2 separate regions of the Oryctolagus cuniculus genome follow, and region 2 is linked to region 1. Evidence: chromatin contacts called from public Hi-C data. All regions are on one chromosome and are shown on one strand. Each heading gives the region's core, a stretch centred on a gene start, on an enhancer-like site or on the middle of the called end of the contact. The rest is flanking DNA. Distances are from core to core; before and after follow the strand shown. Region 1 has its middle 41 kb from the start of YEATS4. Region 2 holds the start of FRS2 (fibroblast growth factor receptor substrate 2).

Region 1 (6,010 bases), core at 443-2,942:
ACTAAAGCCAGCGATGCTTATATAACTTATTGGCCATTGTGAGGATGATAAGGTACCCCAGTTGAAGGATTAACCCGAGTTTATTTAGATTATGTAGGTTTTAGTTTGGTATGAAACAGATAAATAAAGCTTAGCCCTATCACAGAGGGATGAATTCTACCAAGTTAAGTATGTAGGGAGAAAACTTGAGTCACTCTACTTCTGGGTTGTTGATTCCCTCCAGTGCCTACTTCACTTTGTTGGCAGGTGATTATTTTAGATGAGCATTTTTACATTGCAGACATTTTTAAAAAGAGGAATACAGAGTTGATAATCAAGATCTGGTGTCAACCCATGTGGGAGACCGGAAGAAGCTCCTGGCTCCTGGCTTCGGATCTTCCCAGCTCCAGCCATTGCAGCCATTTGGGGAGTGAACCAGCAGGTGGAAGACTTTCTCTCTCTCTCTCTCTGCCTCTCTGTAACTCTGCCTTTCAAATAAATATATAAATCTTAAAAAAAAAAAAAAAAAAGATCTGGTGCTGACCAGAAAACCAGTAAAAAATGTCATACACACACACCCACACACACACCCACACACCCATTGCAATACGGTTCTTGCAGACCAAAAACAGCTTTGATATTGGAACTCTTCCATTCACTGAACATGACTTGAGTAGTACAGCCACCTGCCAAAGCTTAAGTCACTGCTAAAATGGCTTCCCTAATATAAGACAATTCCCAGAATCTGCCTCAGCCAGGAGAATGACCTTTGATTTCATCTGTAAAATACACAGCCTTATTTGACTAAGATAAGCAAAAAACCCAGCAACTTTAAATATAACTTACTTCATTTGATCATCTGAACTGAAATCTCTTTTTACATGAGAGCAGAGCTCTCCATCAGCAGGTTTTTTTCCTTCTTTCTTTCTTTTTCTTTTTTCTTTAGTTTTTAAGGGACAGCTGGCTTCAAACGTTTTGATTGCTTTTTTTCCCTATTGTAAAAATATTGTCAAGCACTTCTGGTGAGGTGTGCAACAAGAATGCAAACATCACGTACATCCTGCTGATTTACAGGGGGACTGTGACCACAGTAACAAGTGGTGGCTATTGTGTGTGTGGAAACACCAGGAAGAAAACAGCCCTAGAAACACGGCCCTTGCATAGTGATCAGTAATATTACGTATTTCTCTATCTTAAAGCTAGCTTGGAAACACCAGTGAATGACTGGAGGAGAACACAGGCCATGGGTTTTCTCGCTGTGGGAGCTTTAGCCTCCCACCTGGGCAGTCTTCCACCTGGGCAGTAGCCCTTCATCCCTTCCCTCTGCCCAGAAACTCAGGAGTATTCACTCCAGATCCTGATCCTTGGCCTGAGCCAGTCTGGGGCACTGCCCTCCTGGGAGGTGGAGGATTACACGCCGACTGACAGGGATGTGAGCTGGCAGCCTTGCCTTGTCATTCCAAACTCAAATCCAGGTGAAACCAGCCTGGGTAACCAGGTGGCACCGGGAGGTTTGTAAAGAGGTGGGCATGGAATGTGACCCAGTGTGCTTCTTGGGCTGCCCTTTGACCCAACCCATGGCCATCTCTCCTTACCTGTGATAACTGCCCCCCACCCACTGATAAGCACCCTGGGGAAATCCCCACTGTCCTGATAACCATGGCTAGGCCACAGTGAGTGTGAGTGCCTTCTGGGTTTTTCCCTGGGGCCAATCACTTTGCAGTGTGGCTCTTGGGCAGACGCCAGTTGCCCAGCTAGAGGACTGTACGCAGTACGCAATTCAGGGGAATTTCATTTTTCCTGTGCTGCTTGCTAAATAGCTAATGAAACACAGCCGAGGTTAAAAAGCCTCCCCAGTGTTTGTGGGCGTTGATGTTGTGTTTTTTAAGGGGAGTGTGTGTGTCAGGGGGCAGAGGGGGGAGTGCAGCCACTCATTAACCAGGCTGAATCCTTGGTACCTGTTTGCTCTCTGAAGCCCAGTCTGAGGAGGAGAGTTAGTGGCAGGGCAGCAGCAGAATAGAAGCAGAGGCACAGCAGGATTTTCCACTCCTCTTCCACCAAGGAGGGACTTAGGCCCCGGGAGATGCCAGGCCTCAGGATCAGCCGCCCCTGGCTTTGCCGGCTGGTGTAATGGTTCTGTTCTCACAGAAGTGCTGACAGAACATGACAAATAGAAAACAGATGTGAACTGACCTTCCAAAAATGTGTTCCAAGGCTTCTGATTCTCCCTAGGAACCCTTCAGGGGGAGAGATGCCACCTTCAGGCGGCAATGCTCATGGCACCCTCAAGGGCTGGTGTTGATGTCTGTGATGACCTGACCAGGCCCTTGTGCTCGCACGAGCCTTTCCCTCGGCTTCTATCTCACACGTGGTCACCTCCCCTCACCCACGAACACACAACCGTGTCTTTCATAGCTGTAGTTACCTATTCTAAGCACAGAGACTGCTCCTCTCTCATTCAAAAAAATTTGTTTATTCTTTTTATTTAATTAAAATGCAGAGAGAGAGAGAGAGAGAGAGAGAGAGAGAAGGAGAGTTCATCCATCTTCTGGTTCACTCCCCAAATGCCCACAACAGCCAAGGCTGGGCCAGGATGAAACTAGGAGCCAGAAACACCCAGCTCCCGCATGGGCTTCAGGGGCCCAAGCACTGGAGCATCTTTTGCTTCCTATGCACATCAGCAGTGAGCTGGACTGGAAGCAGAACGGCCAGGACCTGCAGTGACTTAACCCACTGTACCACAACACCAGCCCCTCCTCTGCCATTTTTGCCATTGAATCCATACTCGCTTTGACAATGCCCCTGTCACCAGGTCTATTACTAGCTCCAAAGTAACCAAATGCTGGTTGAAAAACCATGGAGTACACTGGCTGTGCCTATTTAACAGCTTAAGTTAGAGGCCAGCTGGGAAAACAAGCTTCCCTGCTCCTCTCTCGCGGCCTTCTTGGTCTCTGGCTTCCAGGCCAAAGGGCTGCTCCTTCTGTGTGCTGAGCACCATGGACGATTCCACAGCTTCCGAACTCCATTTCTGTATTCCGTGAATGCCTATGTGTACCCTGCAATTTTTAAAAAAAAAAAATAAAGGTTTTTATATTGATTTAAAAGACAGAGAAAGACATACAGAGAGACAGAGATCTTCCATTCTCTGTTTCACTCTCTAAATGGCTGTAATAGCCAGCTGGGCCAGGCTGAAGTCAGGACCTAGAACTCCCTCTGAGTCTCCCATATGAATGGTAGGGACCCAGGTACTTGAGCCAGCACCTCCTGCCTCCCAGGGTGTGCAGGAGCAGAAGTGGGCATCAGAAGCAGAGGAGCCAGAACTCAAACCCCGGCAACACAGTATGGGATGTGGGCATCCCACGTGGTGTCTTAACCACTGTGCCAAATGTCTGCCCTGACGACAATACTTTGCTGAAGACTTTCTTCCTTACTGATAACCCATAAAGCATGGTATGTTTACTCTGAGAAATAAAGTCATGTAATAGAGCAAATTCATCCCAATAGCATAGATAAGCATTCAACTACATCACTCGCAAATTGGTTTGGTTTAAAAGTCTGGGCACCTCCTAGCAGCCAAACCAGCAATCACCCTGAAAGTCTAGGTGATTCATTATTATGTAAGAAGTATCATCCCAGGGTAGGTATTGTAGTACTGAGGGTCAAGCCACTGCTTGGGATGCCCACATACCATACTAGAGTGCTAGTTGGAGTCCTGGCTCTTCCACTTTTTTTTTTTTTTTTTTTTTTTTTTTTTTTTTTTGTCCAAGCAGAGTTAGACAGTGAGAGAGAGAGACAGAGAGAGAGAGAGTTATAGACAGTGAGAGAGAGATAGAGAGAAAGGTCTTCCTTCCGTTGGTTCACTCCCCTAATGGCCACTGCAGCTGGCACTACGCTGATCCAAAACCAGGAGCCAGGCACTTCCTTCTGGTCTCCCATGCGGGTGCAGGGACCCAAGCACTTGGGCCATCCTCCACTGCCCTCCCGAGCCACAGCAGAGAGCTGGACTGGAAGAGGAACAACCGGGACTAGTACCCGGGGTGCTGGCGCCACAGGTGGAGGATTAGCCAAGTGAGCCAAGGCGCTGGCTGCTCCTCCACTTCTTATCCAGCTTCTTGATGCTGATGTACCCAAGAAGGCAGAAGATGATGGCCCAAGTACTTGAGTCCCAGTCACCTATCTGAGAGACGGGGATGGAGTTCCTGGCTCCTGGACAACTCTAGTTGTTGTGGGTATTTGGCGAGTGAACCAATGGATCAAAGATATCCCTCCCTTCATCCCTCTCTCCCCCCACCCCATTCTGTCACTCCGCTTTTCAAATAACTAACTAAATAAATATTTTAAAAAATATTGTCCACGTACATGGTTGAGGCCCTATGCAGGACCAAGTCCAAGTTCCCTAGCCGCCAGAAGATCCACATCTCAAAGAAGTGGGGCTTTACTGAGTGTAATGTGGATGAATTTGAAGACATGGTGGCTGAGAAGTGGCTCATCCTGGGTGACTGTGGGGTCAAAGATATCCCCAACTGTGGTCCTTAGACAAGTGGCGGGCCTCTGCTCATGAGGGCTTCAGTCTCCTGCGCTCCTTAATCATCAATAATAAATTTTGATTCCTGTTAAAAAAAAAAGTGCTGTCCAACTCCCAGATATCATATGCCATGAAATTTTCCATCTAATTTTAAAGTAAACTGAACAGAAAGTTCTGTGCAGATAGAGCTTGTAAAACCAAACATCTGAATCTTTTTGTATTCCTGTATCACTTAAGAGTAAATTATTTGTTCAATGTGTGGAATAATAAAAATGCACCCTCTACCAGAATATACAGTCATTGTTTATATATTTGAGTTTTACAAATGGTCAAAAGTGCCAAAAATGCAATTTATACACATTGGCTTAGTTGAAAGTGGTGATGATCTTACACGACGAACAATATCATGTTAATTTTACAGTGTAGACAAATGTAGCTGGTAGATGTGAAATAACTTGTGTTGCTTCACAGTTCATAAGTGGGAGAGCAGGATTGCCTGTGACAGTGGCTCCAGGATTTTCACATGAGAAGGGCTGGGGCAGCATTTGGTGGGAATGTGTGCAGGTGACTTGTCTTGACACTGTATTTGCTTAGCCAGCTGGTTGCTTTATATAGCACATTTATTTGGGTTAGATTGAGGGGGGAGAAGTGATCAGGGAGACTTTTTACTGCCCCCTCCCCCACATCATGCAAGCTACTTCTGGGGCTCTTATTGCTTCTCTGATTCCAAGATCCACTTTCTTTTAGTTCATTTTTTTTTTTTTTATTTGACAGATAGAGTTAGTGAGAGAGAGAGAGACAGACAGAAAGGTCTTCCTTCCGTTGGTTCACTCCCCTAATGGCTGCTACAGCTAGAGCTGCGCCAATCTGAAGCCAGGAGCCAGGTGCTTCCTCCTGGTCCCCCATGCAGGTGCAGGGGCCCAAGCACCTGGGCCATCCTCCACTGCCCTCCTGGGCCACAGCAGAGAGCTGGACTGGAAGAGGAACAACCGGGACTAGAACCCAGCACCCATATGGGATGCTGGCACTGCAGGTGGAGGATTAACCAAGTGAGCCATGGCGCTGGTCCCTAGTTCATATATTTTACAACATGAAGTCCCAAAAAGAAAATGTTACAGCCAAATCTGTTTTATTAGTAGATTTTTGACCAAAGGATTTATTAACTCGAAGTTCTAGCCTTTGCCTGTTTTTCTGGTGCAATGTCTGTCACCACCACTTGCACTCTTGGGGAGCAAACCCTGTGGGTTTTCTGCAGCCTGTCCCTCATTCTGCTTTCTCATTTCTGGGTCTTTTCTGTGCACGTCTTTCCCTCTGCCTTCCAATCTCCCTGCATCCACTCTAGCCCTGGCTAACTCCTGTTAAGCCTCTGCTCCAGTGTCACCTCCTTCAGGTGGCCCTCCCTCTGTTCTCTTTCACGTCATCCTTCTATAACCCTCATCCCACCTGCTCTCTTTAGAGAGGTGCTCTGTGGCCCAACCCTGTGCATTGAATCCCAACTTTGTACAT
Region 2 (6,272 bases), core at 2,845-5,344, 61 kb before region 1:
TGGAAAAACGTGTCTTATTCTATCCCTCTAACATAATCAGATTATTACACATGTTAATCAAAAGCACTTACCAAAAAAGAGTTGGAAGAAAAATAAGTACATACCAGATTCTAGAAAAGGTAATATTAATAGCCAGTTTTATTAAGAGGCACAAACGTTATCTTTGAATATTCAGAGGTTCTTGATATTCAAGCCAAAATCAAAGTCACACACATAAATAAATGGAATGCTGGATCAGAGATTTGTTTTCAACTCCCCATGTATCACTTGCCAAACAAATGTCCAAAAGAAACAACCTAACACAGCTTTTAAGTAACCCAAGTCTGACACTCTGGACCAAATGAGTCTGACATAGTCTGTCTTCAAGTATGGTAATGTCAGCACAGTATTCTTGCCAGCAGGAACAAGAAATTTTTATTTCCCTGTTGGATGTTTAGTGATCAGATTCTCTCTATGCCATCTGAATCTGCAACGGGAGGCAGCAGCATACACACTATCAGATTCTTTACCCAATGCCTGAAACAATTTTAGTGTCTCTTCCTTCTGTCTTCATCAGATGTCAGCTAAAATAAAGTTTTTATTCTTTCCCCTGTTCACTTTCCCTTGGCGCCTTCATCTCCTTACACAGATTCAGCTACAATGAGTACGCCTATTTGTATTTTTCCCTACACCCATGTTTAACATATGCCTAGTCCTAACCTCTCTGCTGAACTGCAAACCTTCATTTCCAAAAGCCTCTGGGCATACCCTGTATTTGGCAACTCTACAGAAAACTCAGCATCCAAAGCTGACCTCATTCTCCACCTTCTTCCTCATACTCCTAGTAACAGTACTACCGTCAACATCGCCCACATTTAAAAAGCACAACCTTCAATCTCCATGTCCTCCAAACCTTCCCCATCACTCTCTCCCTCCACCCACTAAAATTACCAAGTCCTGTCGAGCCTTTTTTCTCAGCCCATTGCCTTTACCCTTGCCCAGTTGATATTATAATATTCAAAGTCAACTGCCCACAACAAATCATTCTGCACACTACACGGTTAGACCTTAGTCACTTCTCCTTACCTCTCAAATGTCAAACTTCTAAATGTGACACTCAAACATGTCCCCCATCCAGCCCCAACTTAAATTTCAAACCTCATCTCTTACTCCCCAGAATGAACCTTCTATTTCAGTTCACCTTTTTTTTTTCTTAGATTACACTTTCTTTTCTTTTTTTCTCCCCCAAGAAACCTTTTCCACCTCTTCCACTAACTCTTCTCTAGATACATAAGGAACCTTTCCAACACCACACGTCTTCTAGCCACAATCTCTTTATTTGAAACGTCATCTTCACCCGCCTAATCCCAAGCTCAAAACCTTTGTCTCAGAAAACAACGAACTTGGGTTGCCAGTGTATGAGGATACAGTGCCAGGTTGTGGAGAGGCACAGGCTTTGGCACCAGACAGATACAAATTCAACTGAGGACTGTTACCTGCCAGCCACAAAGCCCCCAGCAGGTTACTTTACATATTTGAGCCTCAGCATCTTCATTATTAAGAAAGATGGCTAACAGGTTGTTGCACTAGCATATAGCCTGCTGCTCCGTAAATGGCCAATAAACAAGAGTTGCAGAGTTATCCTTGTAAATATTTATCTCCTACTTCCTACAGTTACTTAAACTAAAAATGAGCCCCTTTTCCTTTTACACAACTCCAAACTTTAGATCAAACCACCGAGGTAGTATTTACATGTATTCCTTTATGTTGTAAATTTCTATGCAAATATCTTACACCCCAACTAGATTTCCAAGTCCTAAAGACCAAAGACGGGATCTTCCCAGCCTTAAGTTAAGCAGAACACTGTGCTTTTCACGAGGCTCTCAACACCTACCTCTGATGTTAAGTCCCAACAATGGGGGGGGGGGGGGGGGGGAAGATCAGTAATGCCTAAACAATATAATTCAACTCTTGAGGATTTCAGGCACACCTCAGAAAATTACTGCCAAAACATGAGTCTTAGTTGTACAGCTCTATCTTTATTTGCTCCTGCATAGTTGCTTAACACATCGCTTCTCGGCCTTGTGGCTAAGACTGCCCACAGCTGCTTAACACATCTCGGCCCACAGCAAATGTTCAGCATTTGTTGAACTGACCGGAGTAATATAAAATTTGCAATGTGTCAAATAAGGCGATTTTCCCCAATCTTCTTTTTCTGCTCTTAACAACTCTTGAAATATTTTTCTTCAAACGCATTAAATACATACCTGTAGTGCAGACCCATACGCAAATCTAACTTGATTCTTTTCCAGATTCTCTCAATTACAATCATCCAACCTTATGTTCTAAACAATCAAGCGCTTCAAATGCCTAAGGATCTACAGTTCGCATATCAATCTTAAAGTTGTGCAACTCATCTCTACAATTTTTTCCAGGGACTTTTAAAATCAGCCACCGTTTGCTTGCTCAAGATCAACACTGCCGAAATAAATTTTCCTTTGCATAAGAGAGCTCACTGAACTTGTCACTTCAGTCTATTTTCCCTAATTCATGATATTACTTCCCTCCCCTGCCGGCGGTGGGAGGAGAGAGAATGACATCAGCACCCAAAAAACTACAGTATAAGTCCTAATAGAAGCACAACACGAGAGGTGCAGAGAGGGCCACGCGCTGCATCAAAGTGACTTCCGTGTATACTTCACACTGCAAACACAGTTGTCAACCGCTCACAGTCATAATCCGTCTTCACTGCATTCCCTTATGGCCATACTAAAAAAAAAATCAAATATAGAAAACCCGTATTTCCCACAAACCTTCCTTCAGTTTAGTACCTCAAAACCTGCTTCCTAGAAGTAACTCCCTACATCATCCTCTTCTCCAGGAAACTCTCAAGTTAGCGAGGCAAACACTTCACGATGTAAGTTTAAGCAAACAAAACTCCTCTGCCCACCTGTGTGAACCCCTGCATTGCAGCAACAGCTGTAACGGTACCGGGAGCCTTTCCGGAGAAATCAAGCGCGGCTTCTCTTTGAAAGTTAAGGAGCATGACAGTTCCAAACAGAAAGGGAAGCAAACTTTGGAAGGAAGGGGACTTAATAACTCTCCCAGCCTCTGCAATCGGTTCGTGCGATAAACCTCTTGACTGAACTCAACGCAACTCTGACTCCCGAGCGCACTTTAAAGAACACCATCATTTTCTGACGTCAGCAAGACGCTAGGCGAAATTATCTGAACTCGCTGTTTTCGTCAGGCAAGTTGTTTTTTGTTTTGAAGTGACTTCCACAACAAGCTTCAACAAGCTTTCAAGCGAGAAAGGAACATGCAAGGCACTGGCGCCACGGGAACCTACGTCTCCCGAACCGATGCCGAGCGCAGTCCAAATCCATCCAGGACAACCCCGAAGTGGGCATGGACGAAAAGCCTTGCAGAAGATCTTCGGCATCTACACCAGCAGCGCCCCACCCTGGGACCGAAGCGGCGGCACCCCTGGGACCCGGGCTAATTCTTGAGCCCGGCGGCAGACCCAAAAGAGGAAAAAGTCAGGCACTGGAGCCCAGGATCGGGTCTAGGGTCCAAGTCTATCGCCCCAAATCAGACACAGAAACTCACACCCGGGAGGCGGCGAGATTTGGGGGAGCAGAAGCGAGGGGGGCGGACGGACAGAGGCCCAGCCCATCCCGATTCCCGAGTCCCAACAGCAACAACAGCTCCGGGAACCCCCCTCCTAGGCTCCGCCCCGCCCACCCCAGGGCCCCGCAACCCGCTTCTTCCCGCCCCCCGCACCCCCGGGCTGGGCTGTGACCGCGGCGGTCGACAACACCCTTTCCCGGACCCCGACAGCCGAGCCCACAGTCCGGAGCCCCGAGTCCCGGAGCGGGCAGCGGGGGCCCCCAGAGCGCTAGCTCCGACGCGGGCTCGCGGCCGCCCCAGTCCCTTCCCGCGGCCACTCACCATCGGCCCCGCTGCTGGCCACGGGCAGGACGCGGGTCGGCGGGAGCGGACTCCCGCACTCCAAACCCGGGAGGAGCCCGTACTCGGACCCGATCGAGCCCCAGCGGCTGTGCCTACAAGGCCTCTCTCCGGCCCGAATCCTAGAAAAGCACTTCCGGGGGAGCGGGGGAGGGAAGGGTTTTGGCACCGGAACTGCTCGCGGGCTGGAGCTGCCAGGGCCTCCTGGGCGGGCCGGGCCGGGGCGGGGCCTCTCCCGCCGGCGCCCGCAAAGCCGCCCCCGGGCCCTGGGCTAACCCTTTCGGCCCCGCGGCTGCTGGGCTCCTGGGGGTGAGGTTGCAGCCTTTACTTTCTCACTGCGCTTAGGGGTGGTTGTGCTCCAGGCCGTAGTTTCGCAGAACGAAAGCTGAGGCTTGGAAAGTTGCGGTGCAAAAGTGCTGCGCACCCACACACCTGGCCCGTCGCCTCGCCAGCGTTCACTCCCACCTGCCTGCCTTACAAACAGAGGTCGTTGGCATCGGTGGGCCGCTTACTACGCGGTGGGCACTGTACCCAGCGGTTCTGGTGCGTGCGCTCCGCCAGCCTCTCGAGGTTGGTGCTATTTACATCTTGGCAGAGGAGGCGAAGATACCAAACCCAATACCACAAATGCTGCCTCTTGGTTTTATTTTAAGTCGCGCTGTGTCTATAACTCTCCTCTAACCCTAACAGGATTTTTAAGCTCTTGAAGGACAGAAACTAAATTATATAGATCTATATCAATTCTGTCGTCGCTTGCCACTGGCAACAAAGGCCAAGAGGTGGGGCAGTCCTGGAGTCTCCCTGCCTGGATCTTACTCGCTTTCAGTTTTCCTCCCTGGCAAGTCCCTTAACCTAACCCTCAGTTGCCTTGTTGTTTATGTATGTATGTATAATCCATCATCCCTGAATTACCGTATCAGATTGATAGTGCATGCAGAACAGTTCAGTATCTGACACGAAGTAAAAGTCAACTGTTCTACCTCACCCGCGATGGGCCATAGAAGGGCTGGTGAAGGAAACAAAGAGTACAAATTTTCACCAGGTAGGCCAGCCTGGATACTTGCGAGGCTCTGAGCCAAGACGGGCTGAGGACCCAGAGTCACGTGACGGGCCAGGAAAGGTGCCCGACTCTGGAAAGACCTCAAATGTCTGAGGGCAGATAAAGGGGCAAGGGTGGAGGGGGGCCTCTTAGCGTGCACACTATCTGCAAAACAAACCCACTGATGTCTCTTCATACAGTGGGGGACGCTTTTCAAAAACTTCCTATGAAGGGCGGGGGCTCTGGTGTAGTGGGCTAAGCCTCTGCCTCCAGCAACGACATCACCATGTGAGTGCCAGTTCCAGTCCCGGGGGCTCCACTTCCTAACCAGCTGCCTGCTGATGGCCTGGGGGAACAGTGGAAGATGGCCCAGGTGCTTGGGCCCCTGCACCCGCGTGGGAGACCCACAGTAAGCCCCTAGCTCGTGGCTTCGATCGGCTGTCTTGGCCGTTTGAGGAGTGAACCAGAAGATGGAAGACCTGTTTCTCTCTCTCTCCCTCTCTGTGTCTGTAACTCTACCTCTCAAATAAAATAAATAAATAAATAAATAAAAATAAATTTCCTATGAAAAAAAGCAGGGGAAATGGAAAGAGTTGAACATCCCTTCTTAGGAATTTAAGATACAAATAATGTATCTGGTATTGGCTTGTTGCAAATGCTAATTTATTTTTTGTGAATACCAAAGTGTTTGCAAATACTTCCATAATACCCAAATGCAAGCAGCCTTTCATGCCCAACCCAAAGACTGGGTTGGCAAGACTCTCTGTCCACCCAAGGTTGGGGCGGGAGGAGTCCACAGTCACAGCCGTGGTCAGGCCCTGTGCAGGCTGCAGAGGCACCAGAGTTTTATGGTTTCACCCCTTAACTAGTAAATTAACTGGTAAATGGTGCAATCAGGATTTGAATGCGGGCCTGTTTTCTCAGACGCTTTTCACCAGTCTGCCCGCAGTTCTCAAACTTGAGAGTGCGTCAGAAATCACCTGCAGGGCCTGTTACAACAGATCGCAGGCCCCACCCCCAGAATTTCACTTAACCGTACCAAGGCTTCTCAAAGTGTAGTCCCTGGAAGAGCAGCTCTCCACATCATCCGTGGGCTTGTTACTAATGCACATCACTGGATCCCGCCCCTGACCTTGGGAATCAGAAACTGGGGGTGGGACCAGCGATCTGTGTTTTAACAGGCCTGGGGAGGGGGAAGTTCTGGGGTGTTCTGATTTCTTCTCTCCACCTACTCCTCTCTTTGCCTGATGATCCCAACAGCAGTCTTTTCACTGAAGCAAAAGTC

What was found. A called contact is a pair of places that touch in the nucleus more often than the background predicts.
Region 2: a contact with region 1 is called in a Hi-C map of psoas muscle, with 1.9 times the contacts expected there. The contact joins the promoter of FRS2 here to the enhancer-like site in region 1. A contact is called at or near these places in 2 of 6 Hi-C or Micro-C datasets (ear pinna and psoas muscle).

Annotation. Positions count from the first base shown.
Region 1 is chr11:71,949,508-71,955,517 of mOryCun1.1, reverse strand. No RefSeq gene overlaps it. Among named protein-coding and RNA genes, the nearest start is that of YEATS4, 41 kb to the right of the region's middle. Within about 2 kb of position 1,692, at least 2 of the 8 cell types and tissues checked have an H3K27ac peak or open chromatin away from gene starts, as enhancers often do.
Region 2 is chr11:72,012,185-72,018,456 of mOryCun1.1, reverse strand. FRS2 (fibroblast growth factor receptor substrate 2) reads right to left here and starts at 4,094. Exons shown (of 10, transcript XM_051845655.2): 1 at 3,931-4,094.